2 separate regions of the Zea mays genome follow, and region 2 is linked to region 1. The links are chromatin contacts, called in public Hi-C maps. All regions are on one chromosome and are shown on one strand. Each heading gives the region's core, a stretch centred on a gene start, on an enhancer-like site or on the middle of the called end of the contact. The rest is flanking DNA. Distances are from core to core; before and after follow the strand shown. Region 1 holds the start of LOC100382314 (3-ketoacyl-CoA synthase). Region 2 has its middle 63 kb from the start of LOC100501575.

What was found. Hi-C and Micro-C count contacts between places; a contact is called where the count stands out from the background.
Region 2: a Hi-C map of ear shows a contact between it and region 1, with 2.2 times the contacts expected there. The contact joins the enhancer-like site here to the promoter of LOC100382314 in region 1. A contact is called at or near these places in 6 of 25 Hi-C or Micro-C datasets (ear, leaf, root tip and 1 more).

The regions. Positions count from the first base shown.
Region 1 is chr6:128,367,964-128,370,865 of Zm-B73-REFERENCE-NAM-5.0, reverse strand. It overlaps LOC100382314 (3-ketoacyl-CoA synthase), which reads right to left and starts at 1,379. Exons shown (of 1, transcript NM_001175063.2): 1 at 1-1,379. The coding sequence starts at 1,340.
Region 2 is chr6:128,446,332-128,449,263 of Zm-B73-REFERENCE-NAM-5.0, reverse strand. No RefSeq gene overlaps it. Among protein-coding and RNA genes, the nearest start is that of LOC100501575, 63 kb to the left of the region's middle. Within about 2 kb of position 1,398, at least 15 of the 20 cell types and tissues checked have an H3K27ac peak or open chromatin away from gene starts, as enhancers often do. A contact at or near this core is called in ear and leaf, where this site is marked.

The DNA of each region.
Region 1 (2,902 bases), core at 130-2,629:
AATCCGATCATCCACACGCGGTCGCCGCGGCGCATCCGGCCCTTGGCCTCGATGTACGCCAGCTCGTACCACACCGAGCTGCTCGACGTGTTGCCGAACCGGTGCAGCGCCATGCGCGACGCCTCCACGTCCTCGTCCGACAGGCCCAGGCTGCGCTGCAGCTCGTCGATCACCGCGCGGCCCCCCGCGTGGATGCAGAAGTGCTCGAACGCCGTGCGGAAGTCCGGGAGGTACGGCTTCACGCGCCGGTTCAGCACGCGCCGCGCGATGAAGGACAGCGCGAACAGGAGCTGCTCCGAGGCCGGCAGCACCAGCGGCCCGATGGCGGTGATGTTGGCCTTGAGCGCGTCGCCCGCGATGGTCATCAGGTCCTTGGACAGGTTGATCCCGCGGTGGCCCTCGCCGTCCTCCTCCTGGAACACGCACCGGTACGCGCTGTCCTGGGCGCCCGTCAGCGTGCGCACCACGCGGGCCAGGCGGAACCGGGCCCTGGACCGGGACGTGGACAGCAGCACGGCGGCGCCGCCGATGCGGAAGAGGCAGTTGGGCAGGAGCATGGCGCGCTCCTTGCCCACGTAGTAGTTTGGGGTGATGGTCTCCGTCGACACCACCAGCGCGTGCGCGCCCCGGCCCGCCACCTGCAGCAGGTTGCGCGCCAGCCCCACGGAGATGAGCCCGGCGCTGCACCCCATCCCGGACAGGTGCACATTGCGGACGTCCGGCCGCATCCCGTACCTGTTGATCACCATGTCCGTGAAGGACGGGACGGGCGCGAAGAGGCTGCAGTTCACCACCAGGATGTCGATGGCGCTGGGGCTGATGCCCGTCTTCGCGAGCAGGTCGTCGATGGCCGAGAAGATGACGAGCTCCACCTCCGCGCGCGAGGCCTCCATGTTCCGGTACGGCGGGATGTAGTGGTGGGCCGGGGGCAGGCAGGTCTCCTCGCCGAGGCCGGACCGCTCCAGCAGCCGCGTCATGAACCGGACGCTGCGCTCGTCGATGGAGGCCCCCTCCACGAACGTCACCAGCTTCGCGTGCTCCAGGAAGGTGGCGAAGGGGACGCGGCAGTTGGGCCGCGTGCGGAAGCAGGCGTAGTCCACCAGGTACACGGCCCGGGGCCGCAGCAGGACGTACAGTATCGCCGTGGCGGCCGCGACAAACACGGCGAGAAATACGTGCACCGCCCGGAGCGCCTGCAGCCTGCCGAGCAGCTCGTCCGGCCCGACGCGCGCCGCATTGACGACGGCCGCCACGGCCAGCGGCGCAGCGAGCACGGCGACGAAGTTGTTCACCACGAGCTGGTACAGCTGCTTCGGCTGAAGCGCCGCCGACGAACCCATGCTGTCTGCTGCGCGAGCGAGACGAGTGGCACTGTGGAGTGTGTGCGTGAGAGTGAGAGTGATCTTGGGAGCGGGAGGGTAGGATTTTAAAGCCGGTGGGATCAGCGAGGGAATTATCGACGCATGTTGGTGGGCCACGGAGGTCTTTATTCGCCCAGGCTAGCGAGCTGCTGCATTGGCATCGTTCACCGATAAATCTGATGAAATGATGCCGCTAATTAAAGTCCTTGCTTGTACGCACTGATGAACTCTCATCTCATCACCCCGAGGGCAGCAAAGCCATAAACGAAAATTTGAAATTATCCTACACAATTGGAACGTACATGTGTACTAGCAAATCTTAACCTTTTTTTGTGTTTTGTGGCAATTTATTTTTGTACTACAGTATAGTACTGTTGGCACCGATTTAAACGCCAATCACTAGAGATGAACGAACACTAATTTGGACGCCAATCATTAGAGATGAACCGTCTTACGGCGCTCTCTACGGGAGCGCGGACGGTCCACGACCTCGCTACAGGAGTGGCTTCTCCATGTGCGTTTGCTGGTGGTCCGTGCTATGGACCGAACTGTTCACACGTGCGTAGAGGGTCTTCTTCTCCGCGAATAACCTAAATCGTGCCTCCCCGGAGTGACCCCTGTCGAGGAGGAGAGTTCCAGGGATTGTCTTGGGGTCGGCAGACCACCCAATACGCCTCTGGTCAACGTAGAGCCGAACAGTGGTGAAGACTGAAGAAATAGGTCGAGAAAGGCTAAAATAGGGCTAGACAAAGGCTAGATTACTCCTACTCCTAAGTAATAGAAAGAACAATGCAAATAAGGTAAATATGATAAATTGGTTTGATTAGATTGATTGCAGGTTCAATTGACCGTAATCCTTTATCTATATAAGGAGAAGAGAATATGCACACCAAATCACGAATTGAGAGGACAGATATACAAATGTAAACCACGTCGATTCTAGAGGACGCACTTGTGCGTAGAGGTGAAAACGACCAGTAAACACTAAAATTATTTTTGTTTTCATATTTTTTTCTCGGAAACGAGATCGAAAGCGGTAACTTCAGAAACGAAAACTATATCGGTAATTCAGAAATATTGGAAACGAAAGTTCAGTATGAAAATTGTATCAGTTACGATGGAAATCTAAAATACGATCGGTAAAAGTTGTAACATGTGCCCTCAACTGACTTAAAAAATTCACGCAAGTCATACATTTATAAAAAAATAGTAATAATATTATGGTAGGAGGTCACAATAAATATATAAGGTAAGAAGTCATACAATAATAAAATCATAATTATGTATTTAAATAAAGTAGAATCTATAATGATACGACACTTACATTCTAATTGCACTCCTACTATTTGGCATAGTAATATAATTAGTATCCTCTTAGGGTGTGTTTGGTTTGACTTTTGGCTTTGGCTTTTGCCCTCCTAAAAACCAAAAGCCAACCAAAGGGCTGGATCCAGGAATCAGCTTTTTCTAAAAGCCGACTTTCTCGTAGTGTAAATCTGAAAGCACCTTTGGACCTGCTTTTAGTGGCTTTTCGGATGTAA
Region 2 (2,932 bases), core at 149-2,648, 78 kb before region 1:
GCTCATGCCTTGTTAGAAACAGGCTATTTCGGTCACTCTTAGGTTGGTTTAGGACCTATCCTGTCCTATAGATGTAGGGGCGATTATAACATATGTGGGCCCTTTATACGCCTTGGCAGACGTTACCCGAGCATATTGCCGAGGAGGCATGCAAGCCGTCGGACATAAGATATTTTTGAGAGCTACTGTCGAAGATAGCGTTATCTCCGACGCTTTAAACCCGACGTACTTCTGCCGTCGTAGATTATGTTTATGCTGTACAAAATAATCTATATCCGACGGCATAGATCAAGCCATCGTAAGTTTTCTGTTTTTCTGGTGTTGTGCACGTAGGCTGTTTATACATCTACACTAGTACACATTTTATCACGATGCCTTGCCTACGAGCTTCTTCTTTTGAAGTCCTGGTTGTTTTTTTCCCCTCAAATATAAAGGAATTCAGAGGAACACATTTTATCTCGATGCCTTATCAGGGGGGGGGGGGGGGGGGGGGGGGGGCATCATGGCAAGTGTGTACTGGCCGGGATCCTTGCGGGCGCAGCTGCAACAAGCTACGGTTTTAGGTCGTTGGTTGTGCTCAAGGCGATGCAGTTTTCTTCTTCTTCTTTGAAAAGGAGCGATCGAGGTGAGCACGGACACAGGTCAAAAACGCTGGCTCGTCTCGGGCTGATTCAGGCCACCGGTCAATGCATTGAGATTTTTTTTTCTTAGAAGAGTTTGTTAGTTAGGCGCATGCATGCATGATGTGGTTATAGTATGAGCTTGAAGGACAGGAGGGTTAGGAGTATGGTAGTAGGTGTGTACTAGTGAAATGGGCCTTGATTTCAGTGCTCCCTGCCTGTGACCTATAGTGACCTCAGTGCTGCTGTGGAAAGGCAAACAGTACTCCACATGTCGAGGAATTTGAGTCGCTCGGCTGTTTGTCAGCTGTAGGGCTGATTTGGTGATTAGTGATCCTAGGGATCCATGGGGGAGGAATTTTCTTGCAATTCAATTTTGAATAGCAAGAGGATTTCTTCCCCTCGGGATCCCCGGTCACCAAATCAACCCGTAGAGGTTGGAGTTTGGAACTGTGGACTGAATTTGAACAACGTACGTACAGCTGTTCTGAGCCATATCGGGATTATTCTAGAAGCCAGCTAGGCAGATCTGGCACAGTACGTGAGCCATGCAGAGCTGACGACGATCAACAACTATTCGGTGCTATTGGTTATTCAGATATGAATAGGAAGGCTGGCCATGGACAGCAGGCTCAGCGGTATGCTTCACCAACCGGGAGTTTAAACAGCTTAACGAGCCTGTCTCCGCGCTATCTATCTCTCCCCACAGCTCTACACCCACCCACCCCTTCCCAACACGAGGGACCGCTACTAGCTAGTTGCACTGGCATTCTCGTCTGCAGGCAACGGGACATGGAAGGTCTGATCTGCTGCCCCGTCAGTCGTCCCCTCTTCTTCCCAGCTGCTAGCTCCAGGCTTTCCACAAACTTTCTTCTGCTTGCTTTTTGTCTGGCGCGCGCACTGGTGCCTATATATATATGTGCCATCGCATGTGTAGAAAAAACGCAGGTCTGGTATCCGTCGTCCGACCTTTTTTCCTGGACACTCTAGCACAACAAGTGATACGAGACCGGTGACGTACGGGACGCGCCAAATAAAAAAAACTTGTGAAGGGTTGGCGCAGTTTCCTCGTTTCAACGAAGAAAAGGTGGAGGACAGGACAGAAACGGCCACCTCGTGCTTGTGTTCCGGTCTCCCGTTACCCAAGTCCGCCGGCGGAGATCAATTCAATTCAGCTCGACGAATAACCACCAGATGGACGACGCGGTACGGTGGCGAATACACTGTGCCGAACGGGACGTACTGCATGCACGAGCGCAACGGCGTTCACGTCATTACCGGGTCACGTTCACGTCATTACTGGGTCAGGGGTGGATGGAGATGAAGATGGTCGATGTGGCAACGATGACTTCCTGTGATTGATTGAGCACTGGAAAGCAAGCCGCCGATTATATGGATGGGGGCATGGGGCCACCACCAATTCGCACGCCGAGCTGAGGGTTTCCGGTTGCCAAGAGCCGGAGGGGATTGGGAAGTTGCAAGAGAGATGATGTGGTCGGAATAATCGGATAGGCGATCGGTTGATTAATTGGTTGGTTGGCGATGATCATCGAGAGCGTCGATCTGGGAGGACTGCTCTTGGTTTTGCAGTCGCAGGCTCTCTCACGCTTCATGCTAAATGCCAGGTTCTAGTTGCACTGCGTACGTGTAAAGTTGAAGGTTCAAAGTTGAAAACGATGCAAATTAACAAAGAGACTATGACTAACTAACTGCCCTAGCTCCCAACGATCTGGAGAGGTGTGCGTGTGCGCAGTTATTTCTATGCGAGATTTAAACGACGACCTCTGGGCTCCCTTCTCCTTGTCCCCATGAATCATGTTTCTTAGATCGTGCTCGGTCGAGCTACCCATACATGTACGCATCACGCATTGGCAGTCCAGATGCAACTGTTTTGGTATCTTGTGGGGCTGCACGTCGGTGAGGTCTCACACCAATATATGCAGAAATGGCGGACGGCATGCGCGCGCGCGCCGAACACTGTGCAGTTTGACCCATCAGGAAACCTGTCCGTTAAGCGCATCACGCATTGGTATCTTTGTCCACCGTCCGGCTCTAGGCACACTATTGCACTCGGCAAGCGCGCGTTAGAAGCCGATGACAGCTGACCACCGTTAACTATGTCGAGTATCCAACACTAGTTCAAAAGAGCTTTAAACCCGTGGTGGAGTCTAATTATATTTTTACATGCAGTTTCGGTCTCAAACGTTGGTGATATATAGAATATAGTTGGTCCCAATCCTAAAACCACCAGTGGAAACAGATTTGCACTAGGAGTTCATTTAATAAAATCGCCAGTGTAAATCCTCCATTTC